Regions from separate parts of the Danio rerio genome. Here region 2 is linked to region 1. Evidence: chromatin contacts called from public Micro-C data. All regions are on one chromosome and are shown on one strand. Each heading gives the region's core, a stretch centred on a gene start, on an enhancer-like site or on the middle of the called end of the contact. The rest is flanking DNA. Distances are from core to core; before and after follow the strand shown. Region 1 holds the start of pofut2 (protein O-fucosyltransferase 2). Region 2 holds the start of pms1 (PMS1 homolog 1, mismatch repair system component).

What was found. A called contact is a pair of places that touch in the nucleus more often than the background predicts.
Region 2: a contact with region 1 is called in a Micro-C map of caudal fin, with 8 times the contacts expected there. The contact joins the promoter of pms1 here to the promoter of pofut2 in region 1. A contact is called at or near these places in 3 of 18 Hi-C or Micro-C datasets (caudal fin, hematopoietic stem cells and an unstated tissue).

The regions. Positions count from the first base shown.
Region 1 is chr9:42,598,701-42,606,622 of GRCz12tu, reverse strand. It overlaps pofut2 (protein O-fucosyltransferase 2), which reads left to right and starts at 3,985. Exons shown (of 9, transcript NM_001077630.2): 1 at 3,985-4,212; 2 at 6,252-6,502. The coding sequence starts at 4,037. hibch (3-hydroxyisobutyryl-CoA hydrolase) reads right to left here and starts at 3,765. Exons shown (of 14, transcript NM_001014316.2): 1 at 3,664-3,765; 2 at 2,870-2,912; 3 at 1,800-1,931; 4 at 1,615-1,699; 5 at 1,455-1,535; 6 at 1,318-1,370. The coding sequence starts at 3,695.
Region 2 is chr9:42,749,626-42,757,547 of GRCz12tu, reverse strand. It overlaps pms1 (PMS1 homolog 1, mismatch repair system component), which reads left to right and starts at 4,010. Exons shown (of 13, transcript NM_201319.2): 1 at 4,010-4,075; 2 at 4,166-4,307; 3 at 6,837-7,019. The coding sequence starts at 4,176. ormdl1 (ORMDL sphingolipid biosynthesis regulator 1) reads right to left here and starts at 3,413. Exons shown (of 4, transcript NM_200093.1): 1 at 3,354-3,413.

The DNA.
Region 1 (7,922 bases), core at 2,736-5,235:
AAAGTAAATTATTGTAGGTCTTTTTTCTTTATTACAAGCTGTGTTTCTCTTCATGCAACACACTAATGATCATTCTATTTAGTGCACTAATACATCCTTAAGTTTGCAGGTAAAAAATAAATCAGGTTTAAACAGCAAGAGTTCCTGTGGGGATGAAAGTAACACTTATTTATGTCCCACTGCTAATTGACAACCCTTATTTTTCACTTCCACATTAAAGTTTGCAGCGTTTTAATTCCTATTTTTTATAAAATGAATGCATATTGCCAATAATAATAAAAATATTCAAACATTTTAGAAATTTTTAACATATTGCATTGCTGGATTGCTTTTGAAACGTTTGATAAAAGTGCATTTTAAAATGCAAATGCAGTTCAATATTTTTTTGCTAAATTAAAGGACAAAATATGTTTGAAGTAAATATTAACAAGGTCACAGTCAGATATATTTCAAATGAACAAGATTAAGCCGGTAAATCTAGCAAATACTGTTGCGTTACATTTGACCCACCCGGGTGTTACTTTCGGCCCTGTCGATGGGGTCAAAATGTGCAATTTTTGATTAAAATAAAATTATATTGAAGCTCTTCTACATTGATACAAAGTAGCACTTGATTTTGATAGACCACTTTTGTGAGTTAGTAACCACAGCAAAAATATATTTCTGTCTAAAACATTATCTTTCAAAAATAGGTTTTTGTGACAAATGGTACTTTTGTCCCCTCTCTCCCCTACTATGTGCAACGTGGACACAGTCCTATAAAATGTTGCTCAATCCATAGCCTTCCAATCAAAGGACACTTCAGAACTGATTCATAAGAAAGCCAAAAGATTGTGTGCAAGAGAAGCTCACTGCTGACACCTACAGGATAAAATCCGCAGTGGAAAACAGAAATTAAGAGGATTAAAAGAGGGGTTTATGACTCATAGTGCGTCACGCAGCTCATATGGTCAAACATAACTGGGAGGTATTGAAAACGGCACTAAAAATACACACAATAATAGCTAATGGGTTCTTATGAGTATGATTACTAATTTGTATGCATCATTCACAAATGGAAACGCGTAGACTGTGCATTATACAAGTCAATGCCAACGTGAGACCTATTTTGGAAACAGTGGGAAAAAAATAGTCCAGCTATATGTATAAAGCTGGACACGTTGTCCTTCATTTATTTTGTTATCTAGTAAACACAAGTCAAGCTGGACCACATCGCCTCTGGCTTCGTTAATGCTATTTTCTGCTAAATTAGGACAAACAGCACCATCTGCTGGGGAATTTTGTGCAGCATGAGAATAATATAGCAGAAATACTCACTCCTCCCATTGTAATTCCATTAATTAGAGCCACATAGGGTTTCTGATATGTACCTAAATGAGTGAAAAATTGACGATATAAATAAATAAGTCTGTTCATCAAAGCAAAAAAACTATTAAAAAAGTGTGAAGACATACCAATAGTGTTGTTAAGGATGTATTCCTCGCGGAAAAAGACTTGGGAAAGAGAATCGCCTGCTTTTCCAGCCTCTGCGATTGCTGATAAAACATTCATTTTGAGCATTTCAGTACAAGTTACAGATTTCTTTCTTAATCAGTTGTCTTTTTACATTATTACCTCTGATATCTCCACCAGCACAGAAAGCCTTCTCTCCTGCTCCTTTAATAATCACTACATCCGTTTCCGAGTTTTTGTCCCATTTCTACAAAAACAAAAAGATTGAAACAGATAAACAAAATAGAGATTATCATGGAGTTAGACTGGATGATCATCAATAATAAAAGGGGTTGTTCTCTCCTAACCTTGAGCTGAGGGTAGATGTGTCTGATCATGTTGAGTGTGAGAGCGTTCAGAGCTTTGGGTCTGTTTAGTGTGATTACTCCGGCTTTTCCCACTTTCTCAAACAGAACTTCAGATCCAGCTTTACTGGACATCTGAAACCAGACATATAGAAATAGTATTTGATGGAAGAAATATGCAGAATCTTTTTGTTATTACAAATATATATATAACAATGACAATATTGAGCATCAAAATCGCAATGTGTGTATCTGAAATAGTCATATCGCAGGATTAGACTGTGTATTAAATATAAAAAATAAAGATAGTATCATATATTATTATTAATACAATGTATAATACATTATATTTAATTATTTATACAATTATGACCATGTTATTTTACATTGAATGTAAAATAATATTAATAAATAATATTTTAATTGTTTAATTGCAATTATTAATTTTAATTTATTATAATTTATGCAGATGTGATGGATAGAAAAAGACTTGATCACCTCAGTCAATCTATATGAATGAAATCTTTACTAATAGAGATAATCAAATCATCTGGTTCAAATGATATTATATATATATATTGTAATATATTGTGGCAATTAAAAAAATAAAATAAAATAAATATATATATATATATATATATATACACACACACACACACACACACATAAAAAGAAGCATTTGTAAAATAAAATTTTATTTGCAAAAATCACGTCATCACGTCTTTAACCCATGTATAACTATTGTTTTTATTAACAATAATACAGCATATTATACAGCAATTATGATATGTAATTTTTTATTTTACTGGTCGCGTTTATTTCAGTATCAAGCTTAATTTAACAATTTATTTAAATTTCAAGCAATTTAGGACAAGACATCAAATCAAAATGGTTATTTTATCATGTAAACAAATAAAATTATCCATACTAGCAATGTGCATACTTTCAACTGGATGAATAATTGTGTGCACACACACACACACACACACACACACACACACACACACACACACACACACACACACACACACACACACACACACACTAAGAATACAGTCCTTGAGAATACTTACCATGTGTCCATGTATTCTCTGCAATCTACAGACTGATCGCAATCTGTGTAGGATAAAATCAATAGTGTTGTTACTAATTTTGTGTTATACATATTTTAAAGCATTGCTACAAAAAATAGACAAAATATTTGAAACTGAAACCTCTAGTAAACAAACAACATACAAATATTGAATTTACTCGCATTTAATTTTATTGTATTATGATTATTTTTAAATATCAATGACAAAGTGGACAAGGCACAAAATCAATTACAATATATTACAAAAAAGGCTAAATAATATAGTAAAAGTTGTCTCTAAAATAATGTAATGTAATAGATTCCATACTACAAAATAAAAAACAATAATAATTTTCCAAGAAACAATGGACAGCAAGAAAACACTAAATATCTCAAGATTTTATAATTACATACATACAACTGTTTCATCTACAAACAAAAATACACTAAAATATATGAACACTAAAATATATGAACAAATTTAGCAACAAATGATTGTCCTAAATGTCATGGAGAATGCAGAATTGTAGTTGGCTTCTATAGGTTTCAGAAACATTCTTCTTATAATATATTTGTTAATGTTTTGCTTACATTATTTGCTGACTTTCTTTACGTTAACGTTATTAGACAATGTAACTTACACATAACAGTCAACGTCCAAACTTCGGACAAATGTCCTCAACTGTACTGTACTACACTGTCAGGTTGCATGCGATAGCCTGTTTCATCTACAGAGCCTGTAAGCAGAACTAATCCACGATAACACCACATCCGGGACACTTTAAGAATACTCACCTCTGTGCAGATGTGAAAATTATTAACGACATGCTCATATCTTTGATGTTCTGGATCACTGTGCACAGTAAGGTTTCACCCTGTCGCGACTGCTCATTGGCCCTTCTTCATGGTGTCATAATGGCGCGACACTATAGAGCAAATCTCGCGAGAAGCGGGCAGACTAGTTTCATCCACGTCTTATATTTCGAACTATAACGCAGTATGTGCTCTCTTATTATTTTAATTAATGGTGTCATGTATAAGACTATATATCACTTTGCATTGTTGGGTTTTGTAATCGCGAAAAGAGGAAATACCGATATATACTTTGGTGTGTGAGTTGCTAGGCAACTGTGCCGACGCCGGAACTGCGTGGCTGTGAAAGAAAGACATGGCGACCAACAGGGGAACAGCTGTGTCTGTCCATCTCCATCATATTTTAGGATATATTACAGTATTTATCTTTGTTATTTTATCTAGTAACTCGTCGTCTGCTTCAGAGGACGATGCATTTCGCGCCGGTCAGTCGATGTTTTCACCGGTGGCTGCAGCATCACGGGATGTTCGGTAGGACTGTTATAAACTGCAAAAGATGCTTCATACTTTTATGTTGCTTTTGTCCATCAATGTTAAGAATGTTGTTGATTTATTCCTTTTATGCAGTGCCATTCGAATTTAATTGGCAGCACTTATTCAGCACCACCCTATATAGAAAATCTATTATAAGTACTGTAAGAGTGTTCTTCTCGCACTAAATTATTCAAAAGTTGTTTTTAATTATTACGATTTTTTATTATTCATTCATTTTCTTTTCGGCTTAGTCCCTTTGCTAATCTGGGGTCGCCACAGCGGAGTGAACCGCCAACTTATCCAGCATATGTTTTACACAGCGGATGCCCTTCCAGCTACAGCCCATCTCTGGGAAAGAATCTTATTAATGAAAATATATTCATTTGAAAGAAAATGAGAGAGAGAGATAGAGAGAGAGATAGAAAGAGGGAGAGAGAGAGAGATTATTGACATCTAGATTAATATAAATGAATCGTTGTAAATGTACTGATTATTTTTGTTTTTATTATTGTTTTTTCCTAAAATGTTGATTGTGAAATGTACAGTTTATTCTTATCTATTATTTTTTATTGATATATTTTATAATATATTGAATAATATATGATATATTAAATAGTATGATATATTATTTATATTTTTATTTAATTATATTATATATATATATATATATATATATATATATATATATATATATATATATATATATATATATATATATATATATATATATATATATATACACACACACACACACACACACACACACACACACACACACACATACATACATAATGCATACATACATACATACATACATACATGCAGTTGAAGTCTGAATTATTAGCCCCACTGAATTATTAGCCCCCTGTTTATATTGTCCAAAGCCATGCGCTATAGATTGAATTGGGTTGGCCAAATTGTCCGTAGTGTTTGTGTGTGAATGAGTGTGTATGGATGTTTCCCAGTGATGGGTTGCGGCTGGAAGGGCATCCGCTGCATTAAACATGTGCTGGATAAGTTGGTGGTTCATTCCACAGTGGCAACCCCTGATTTATAAATAGACTAAGCTGAAAAGAAAATGAATGAATGAATATTTACATATTTTTTATTACGATTACTACTGTGACTTTTTTGTTTATGTGTGTTTTTATGTAAACTTTATAAATGCTTTGGCAGTCTATTTGCAACATTTGTCATGCTAATAAAGCAATTATTGAACTGAACTGAATTGAATAGAGAGAGAGAGATAGAGAGAAAGAGAGAAGTAGGGAAAAGGTGTTCATTTAAAAAAAAAAAAAACCTTTTCTAAACATTTTATTTGGAGAAAGTAAAAAAAAAAAAACTATTCCAAGCTACATCTAATGAAACAAAAAATAGGTTGAAAATGCTTAACTAAATGCACGTTTGATTTATTTTATTTGATCATTTATTAAATTATCTTATAAGTCTAATAAATCTGTTATTAAATAAATGTTGTGCGTTTGATTTCTAGTGAGAAAGTATTACAGACAGTTTTCTAATTGATGTATTAATTTAAACAAATATTTTACAGTTTAGATGTTTTCATTTTGCAGATTTAATTTTTGCAATTCAATTTGCATCAATTTAAAAATGCATGTAGTTTGGAATTTGTGAGAGAATAAAAAGGGAAAAAAAACACTTGTAATATTTCTTATTTAAATGAAACACAAATGCTCCACCTCAATTAGTGGTTTAATTAAGTTTAATTAAATAAATGTAATATTAAGCTTCTTCATGATAGCAATCTTATAAGTTTGTAATTTGTTGTTGATATAATTAAATCATTAAAAACATGTTACTTTGATTGGAAAAGACATCAAAAAGAAGTCATTTTTTCTATTAAAATCTATACAAAGTTTGATTAAATTCAATTATAAATCTGTTTGCTGAAAAAAAATGTATTTGATATAAGACTTTGAGAAAATGGAAACATAACATTTAATCTAATACATAAGTTGGAGACCTAAAAATGTTTTGCACTTTATGAATGCTCCCGTCTTTATGTAATTCGTCAGCTACCTCCTGTATGATGTGAATCCACCTGAAGGCTTCAATCTCAGACGGGATGTTTATATCCGCATGGCCACTTTGCTGAAGACGTTGAGGAAAGAGGGTGACTGGGTGCTGGTTTTGCCTCCATGGGGACGACTGTATCACTGGCAAAGCCCTGAAATACATCAGCTCCGCATCCCGTGGGGTGAATTCTTCAGCATAACCAGCCTGCAGGCTAACATACCAGTCATTGAATACGAGGAGTTTATTGCTGGTAAGTTACACTAGTTTCATTGATTGTTTCTTTTAGAGAGAAGAATTGAAATGACAGGTGGTTAATTTGATTAGCTCAATTGAACTGTGATTAATTTATTCAGAAAGTGAAAATGTTGAAGAAATATGTTTATTATATAAACTGTAATTCCAAATGTGGAAGCTAGTGGGAGAATATACACACTTTACCTACAGTATGAAGACAGTGCGTGACTGTTAGTCATGTGCTATTTAAAGGGATAGTTCAGAATACCTTCTTTTGTGTTCAACAGAAAAAAGGAAACTCATAAAGGTATAGAACCACTTGATGAGATAAGAGTAACTATCCCTGTAGTAGACACTGCAGGTGAGCAGGGTAAAAATGAACTAATTGTTGTCACCATCTGCAGTTTACTGATTACATAAAAAAATTGCAAACCTTTCATTTTATATTGGATGTTTTCTAAAATTATACATTTAAATATGCAAATGTGGTATTTTGTCATTTCAATATGCACTATTTTTCATACATTTCTGACACAATAATTATATTAGAGTCAAATAACATGATACTTGTTATATATTATTAACAGGTATTAGAGTCAAATGTTAGAATCAAATCAGAGTCAAATATATTAGATTTTAATGTATTAGTCACATCGTCACCTTGGAATTATAAGGTTCTATCTGCGTTCTGAATGATTTTGAGATATTAAACTTCAAAGTTTTTGCATTCCATAGCAAACATTATGGGTGTAACACTTGTTTTTTTTTTTATTTTTTTTTTTTTATGAAAAGTCTTAAAATGTAAACAACTTAAAAAAAAACATCCTATAATGTAAATAAGTTGTCATTTAATAAGAATATGTCAATAACTAAGTATGGATGTTTCCCAGAGATGGGTTGCAGCTGGAAGGGCATCCGCTGTGTAAAAATATATCTTGGATAAGTTGGCGGTTCAGTCCGCTGTGGCTACCCCAGATTACTAAGCCGGGACTAAGCCGAAAAGAAAATGAGTAAATAATAATAATAATAATAATAATAATAATAATAAAATATAAAAACAATAAAAATGGCAAATAATCAGTATTAATCAAATCTAAAAAAAAAAATCAGTAATTTTAATCCAAAAACTACTGATCAATAAAATGATATAATGATAATTATATAAATGACTAATTATCATATGATTAAATTAAAAATTAAATGAAGAATAAATTAGTGAAAATAAAACACAACACAAATAAATGGTTGCTTTCCTGAAACAACACACACTTAAGTTTGTTACAAGGATCCTTAGTTCGATTTTTCAGTGTGATGAAAAAAAAACACTTCGTAAAAATCCAAATAGCCCAAAATAACATTCACATTCAACACATTCAAGTATTTCCATCAATGTATGACTTTCTATCTTCTGAACACAAAAGAAGATCATTACATAG
Region 2 (7,922 bases), core at 2,761-5,260, 150 kb before region 1:
TGCGTCCGAAACCGCATACTTCCATACTATACAGTACGCTAAAATCAGTATGTGAGCCGAGTAGTATGTCCGAATTCATAGAATTCGAAAAACTGTGCGAGAAGTACCCGGATGACTTACTACTTCCGGCGAGATTCTGGAGTACGCATCCCATGCACGCTGCGCTATCCCATGATGCCCCGCGAGCGAACTGATGAATGGGAGTAAAGCGACGCAAATTACGCAGGTACGTCACGTGACTATGTCAAAATGGCGGATGTAGTACATCCAAATTCCATTCATACTTTTCACATTCATACTGTATAGAACACACTTTTCTAACGGCTGAGTAGTACGTTTAAATTCAAATGCAGTACCTACTGAGTAGTATGCAGTTTCGGATGCAGCCTTGGTCTCATGGTCTGCCATGTTTTTGGTTTGTTTACACTTTTTACCCGAGCTTGTAGTTCTAATCAAATTCACGTCCAACGTGCAATGTACTGGGCAATATCAGCGGTTAGTGTATGGATGCCTCTACATTTCAAATTTTCACCGGAAATATTAAACCATCCGGGAACCTTTGGCATACTCTTTTTTTTTTAACATACTATGGCTTTGGAAATAGTATTCAAGAATAGATTAGTATTTAGGATGGATAGTATGCAAATTGGGACGCAGCATGTGTACATAACGAGGTAAATGAAGAAAATTCTATTAAGCGCTGCAAATTACAATGAAATTTGAAACTAATAATTTTAAAGTCAATATTGCAATATCCTTATATAAATACAATATATTTCAAGTTTATAGCAATATAGGCATGCCAGGGTATCTGCAGGGTCTGAATTTGCTGCTGGAATCAGCTTTCAGAAATGATCGGATGTGCTCCAACATTAGGCACGTTCAAATCAAGACTGAAAACACATCTGTTCAGCTGTGCCTTTACTGAATGAGCACTGTGCTACGTCCTACAGATCGCACTATTGTCTTTCTTCCCGCTTCATCCTTTTATAACCTGTTTTAACACATTTTAACCTGTTTTTAAATCATTCGTTTCTTATACATGTCTCTTTTACTCCCGTGTATGTAAAGTGCTTTGAAATAACAATTGTGTATGAAATGTGCTATATAAACTTGCCATGCCTAAATTAAAACAAAATTTTAAACCTTAAGTTTTAAATTCGCTGAAATATCGTGTTGTAGGTCTTAAATCATTTTAAACAGGTCTTATTTTCCTATTTTCAAGTAAAGCTACCCAATTTGGCTAACACCCATCCAATCACTAACATTTCATCTCATTAAAAGTTTCAACAAAAGATTATTTATTCATGTAACTTCCCTACAATAACATTTGTTTTAATGGCTATTTAAATATTTTAACAGGGCCATTCGAAAAACTCCTCAGCCTTGTGTAAGTGTAATTTCATTCATAATGGTTCTAAAAAGGTCTTAAAATGTCTTAAATTTGACATGAAACCTGTTTCTACAACCCTGGCATGTAACAATTGATTGGTGAAATTTTTTGTGCAGCTTCATTGGTAATGTAGTTTTCTGCACAAATTCTCCTACATCGTTGTATTACAAATATTAGTCCTTCCAGTTTTTTTTCATGTATATTTGTGGCCTAAAATTACTGATTGTGTCTCATTTTTTTCTTAAAACTTATAGCATTATTTGCCATAGTTCTTGTGTTTTTCTGTGGATAATAATAAACACAGAAAATAATAAATAAATTATTTTTTCCCTCAAAACCCACATTGGACTTGCAAAATACTGGAGGGACTAAAATATAGTGAAATTGATGTGAACGGGTGGATTTAACAGGAAATATACCATTAACAACCTCAGACCTTACAACATATCTTTAAAGGTTTATTAGGTATTGTTAAAAATCAAACACTGTATAGCAATTTCAAACTTCCAGATTTTTGTGCTCCATAATTCTGCATAGTATAAAAAGCTGTTAAATTAAATTTCAGACATTAAATGATAAAACAACAAAATAAAAACAACAAAAAAATTAACTATTAAAAAAGGGTATTTGAGTGGTTTTGTTTTCTCTCTTAAACATAACTAACAGCAATATGTCAGTACACGCAAATGTTTGGTAAGCTTCTCATTAGCTGCAGATTAGTTAGCTGATGCTTTAATGCCATGCAAGCTTCCTTTGCTATTTTAATGCTGAGTAAGAAGAAAATCTCCAAAACAGACTTAATGTTCACTCTAAAATCTTCTTATAAAATGTTTGCCATCTTAACCTGATTTGTTTATATAGAACCTATTCAAATTATTAAATGTATTTTTGCTATCTATAGGGGATTGATTTGAAGCAAAAGCGGTCAGTCTTTAAAATTGGGTTTACTAGTTCTTTCATAGATGTTTTATTGTTCTAGTTAAGAGTACAGCTTGACAAAGTCTGAATGAGGTCTCGTCTATATGCCAACAAAAGCATGTTCATGCACTTACAATAGACCGATTCTTCATAGGATGCTCTATTACTGTTCACGTCGGCTAAGTCGTCCTCACATAATTCACAACAATTCGGTTTTTCTTTGGAACAGCAAAAGAGGTGGAAGTGACATTTTATGGCATGTTTGCTTTATCTGGCATGGTAAGCGGTTCAAGCAGCTGCTCGAAAGTCAAAGTTCAATGTTACCTAATATTAAGCTCATTTGTTTGCTTCTTTCATATCAACTTATCAATCAGTTGCAGAAAAGCACACACAAACACTATTATTTGATCTGATATTTCGTACAATATATATGCATTAAAATAAAATCAGAGGTCAAAGGCTAAAGTCCTGCTACACTTAATCATGTCAACACATCAAATTATCTCTCTCTGATTGTGTAATACATGTTTTAATATTTCTATAGACAACAACTCAGCAATTGAACAGCAACAGTGTTGTATAGCTCTTACTTATAAAAAGCCTGTTGCAAATAACACAGCCAGCAAACATTTATTTAACGTTTATTAAATGTTACATACAGACTCGTGTTGGTTTTGCATCAGCAGCTGGAGGAGATAAACAAGTCTATGACACACATAGAGTTAGCAGCTGAGCTACACGACAAAACACTGCATTTTCTAGCACAGCTCACAATCTAACCACTTACAATAACACTGTTTAAACACGCTTATCCCCGCATGTGTCCTTACATTATGTTGTTTTTTGGTTTTGCGCATGAGCAATGCTCTTTATTTAGCATCAACTGCTTTCATAACAAACACCAGTTGCTTTTGTTTCACTCTACTTCAATTAAACACCTCAAACAGAAGTAAAAGCTGCTAAATCGCGCGATTATTGCTAGGTCTTGGGCTATTAGGGTTTAATTTAGCGACTTTGTTGGGTAGGAGATGTGTAACGGTACCTTGTTTTGCGTCCGGGTGAAGCAGGCTGGAGCGCTGCCGGCCTCCGCTGCGCGCACTGCGGGCTGACTCACCGCACACACACCGCTAGCAGACCAGGCTACCACTGCTAACGGGGTTACAACCGCAAACCTCGCGAGATGAAACGCGGCACGCCCACTAAAAGCGTAATGTTTACAAAATAAAACAGATAAAATGCTAATTTTGCTTACATTTTGCTTAATAAATGTCTCGCTATTGATTATTTCATAATCAGGAAGAATTATATAAGCCACTTTTTACACATAAATGCGATTATTCTGCAAATAACAAGCGTAAAGAGATTCTACTTTTATAGAGCTAGTAAATAACCATAACTTATAAATCGTCATTTACTTTAGCTCATTTTATGACGAAAACTTTGTTGTTATTTATTATTCTGTGTAATATGTTTAAGTTGTTATATGAGTTAATTCCAAACGTGTTAGGATAAATGCACACACGATTTAAAAACTAATACTTGTATATATTTTTCATTGGTTTACATATTTTCGTAGTTTTCTAGCTTTTATTTACATCGTCAAATATAAAAACAAAACACGACAAGGCGACAACATCCAATCAGTGCAGAGAATAACACAGACGTCATTTAGGCGCCAGTTAAGTCATATCCGAGACGTTCGGAAACATGTGAAGTACACTTGTGTGATGAAGTTACTGGATATTTTTTAACATTCTACCTGAAGTAAGTTGGGATATTTTTGGCCATTTTAATTCACGTATGCTGCATCTTACTGAACTTAGACAGGTTGTAAACATTTATTTTGTTTTTTAGAAAGAGAACCATGAAGGCGCTTCCCCCCGAGACTGTGCGTCTGCTGTGCAGCTCTCAGGTTATTACATCTGTCCTGAATGTTGTCAAGGAACTGATCGAGAATTCACTTGATGCTGGTTCCTCAAGCCTTGAAGTCAAACTGGTAAATATATATATCAAGTTATCATAAATGTCACATGTACAGTTTAGCCTAACGTCAGTATGTGTTAAATTTACAGTGTAGTACAGTATAGCGTAGCATAGTATAGTATGTGTTTTCTGGCACATATACAGTAATACACAAACACGCTTCATTGAACATGTACACATATACAACACCTGTTTACTATATAACTGCAGGTTAAGTATGTTAATACAGTAACTCTAACTGTTAAAAGTTACTTGGTAATTAGTTAAAGTTATTAGTAACTAATACATTTATGGTAACTAATAACCTTAACTGAATTTGATTGTAATACCTTTTGTAAAGCTGCCTTGATAAAATAATTATTGTGAAAAACACTATACAAACAAACCTGAATTTAATTAAATTGACATATTTTATACACACATAGTTTTGATATCATCTTTTAATTCCTGGCTTCACTTTTTAATGAAATATTACAACTTGTATGTACAACTTCCACAGCATTCTTAAAATACTAGAACTCATTCCTTAGATTCTCTCTGATTCTTATTCATGAGATAATATTGCCTATTTAATATATGCTAATTCATTATGGGTTAGTTCTTATTTATTTGGCACCAAACACACTATTTTTTAATTATAAGCTCTGTTTTGATATAAATTAGTTTTGACTTGTTATTATTATTTGAATACTGACTAATTAAGCATATTTTTTAAATATTACTGGTTTGTGTTTAATAAATGTTACTACATATTTATTTGATACTGATATTCATTAGATGGTGCCTATTTAATACATAATTCATAAGGTAATAGTTCTTATTCATTAGGCACCATGTGCTCTATTTTGTAATTATAAGCTGTTTTGATATCATTTATTTCTGACTTATTATTTTTATTATTATTATTCAAATACTGACTGACATTAGCATATTTTTAAATATTTCAAGTTTGCATTCATTAGTTACTACTACCTATTTATTTAATACTGATGTTCATTAGATGGTGCCTGTTCATTACATGCTAATTCATGAGGTATTAGTTCTCATTTTTTAGGCACCATATGCACTATTTTGTAATTATAAGCTCTGCTTTGATATACTTTATTTCTGACTTGTTGTTAATATTATTATTCAAATACTGACTGGCATTAGCATATTTTAAATATTACTAGTTTGGTTTATTCATTACTACAACTAATTTAATTGATACTAATATTTAGATGGTGCCTATTTAATAAATGCTAATCAATTAAGTATTAGTTTTCATTAGGCATTATGCACTATTTTGTAATTATTACTAGTACAACAAATCTTATCTTACTAGTCAGGTCTGCTTTTTTGCTCGTATTATGATATGAATGCAAATCTTACTATTACAAGTAAAAAGAAATGTGCTAGCATATCACCAGTTTTATCTTCCCTTCACTGGCTCCCAGTCCACTTTAGGATTCAGTACAAGTTAATGTTTTTAAAGGTTTGAATGGTCTGGCACCTACTTACATTGGTGAGCCTGTTCACTGGCATACTTCATCTAGTCCTCTTCAGTCGGCACAACAGCTTCAGCTAGTTTTTCCCAAGTCTCGATTAAAATCAAAAGAAGGACAGGAGTTTTTCTGTTGCAGCCCCTCGCCTGTGCAATGGTTTGCTTTTATATATCAGGTCATGCTGTTACCTTGGTGCTTTTAAATCTCATTCATCTTTTGTCTCTTGCATTTGATTTTAATCAATTTTATTTTGTTTACATATACAAGCATACATTTTGTGTGTTGGTTGATTTGTAAAGCACTTTAGTCAGCATTTGTAAAATGTATAAATGAAGCAAGCAAGGCAAGGCAAGTTTATTTATATAGCACATTTCATACACAGTGGCAAGTCAAAGTGCTTTACATAAACAAGAATAAAAGAAACAAGTATAAGAAAAATAAGAACAAATGTTAAAAATGATTTAAAAAAACAACAACATAAAACAGATAAAATGTGATATAAAAAATAAAAAGAAGAGAAAAGCATAATAGTGCAATCTGTCGGATGTAGCACAGTGCTCATTCAGTAAAATCACAGCTAAACAGATGTGTTTTCAGTCTTGATTTAAAAGTGCCTACTGTTGGAGCACATCTGATCATTTCTGGAAGCTGATTCCAGCAGTGAGGGGCATAGTAGCTGAAAGTGGTTTCACCCTGCTTTGACTGAACTCTTGGAATTTCTAGTTTATATGATCCTAAAGATCATATAAGCAAGCAAACAAACAAATACAAAGTATTACTAGCAACTTAAAATAATAAATGTGCAAACATTTAGTATAAAAACAGAAATATGTACAAGACACAAATCGAGTGCATATTAGTAAAACTGCAACAATAGAATAGCTACTAATCACGTATTAAATGCACTAATGTCTTTTGAAAAAGTACTACTTTAATGACAATTTATACTGGTATGGTTTTTATGACATAAGCTTTTTTATATACAGATTTTCATGCATTTTTAAGTGTGCAGATATTGTTTGGGTGAATCTGTGTTGATGTTTTTTTTTTGTGATCAGGAGAATTATGGACTGGATCGCATTGAAGTGCGAGACAATGGTTCTGGTATTAAAGCTACTGATGTTTCTGTGATGGCTGTAAAACACTATACGTCTAAAATCTCTTGCCATGAAGACCTGGAACAGCTAGAGACTTACGGCTTCAGAGGAGAAGCTCTGGCATCCATATGTGCCATCTCAGAGGTTACGTTTTACTTGTTTTAAAATGTATAATGTGAAAATAAAGTGAAAAAATATTTTAAATAATGTTTTACATGCAAACATGAAAAAGTATGATGTCTAAAAAACAAACAAACAAACAAATAACAAATATAAATAAATGCTGTGAATATAGGCATTACAACATAATATATCGTAAAAATAAACATTTTTGCTAATGAAAAAAGCAAAACTTTATTAAATGTTAGTAATAATGATAATATAAAAAATATTTTAATATGTTATGAAAGTAGCACAATCGCATCACAGCAAGAAGGTCGCTGGTTCAAGCCTTTGCTGGGTCAGATGGCATTACTGTGTGGAGTTTGCATGTTCTCCCCTTGTTCGCGAGGGTTCCTCAGGGTGCTCTGGTTTCCACCACAGGTCCAAAGACATGCGCTATAGGTGAATTGGGTAAGCTAAATTGTCCGTAGTGTATGAGTGTGAATGAGTGTTTGGATGTTTCCCAGTGTTGGGTTGCGCCTAGAAGGGCATAAGCTCCGTAAAACATGCCGGATAAGTTGGCGATTTATTCCGCTGTGGCGACCCCCAGATAATAATGGGACTAAGCCAAAAATAAGATAAATAAATGTTATGAAAGTTATATTTTCTTTTTCTTTTTTTGTCTTTTTTTATTTAAAGATTTACAATGACAGAACAGTGGTATAGGTGTCTCATGTCATCATATACAATAATATAGCAATCTATTATACAATCGTCCATCGGCTAGTAATTCAAGCCTTTTGTGAAGGGTAAAATTAACAAAAAATAAATAAATTAAAATAAAAATTATATAAAAACCACAACAAAAGAATGCATTTTCTTGCAAGATATGTACAAAAGTGTAACAGAGTCTAGTCTATGACTAAGTTGTAGAGCAGTTTTACA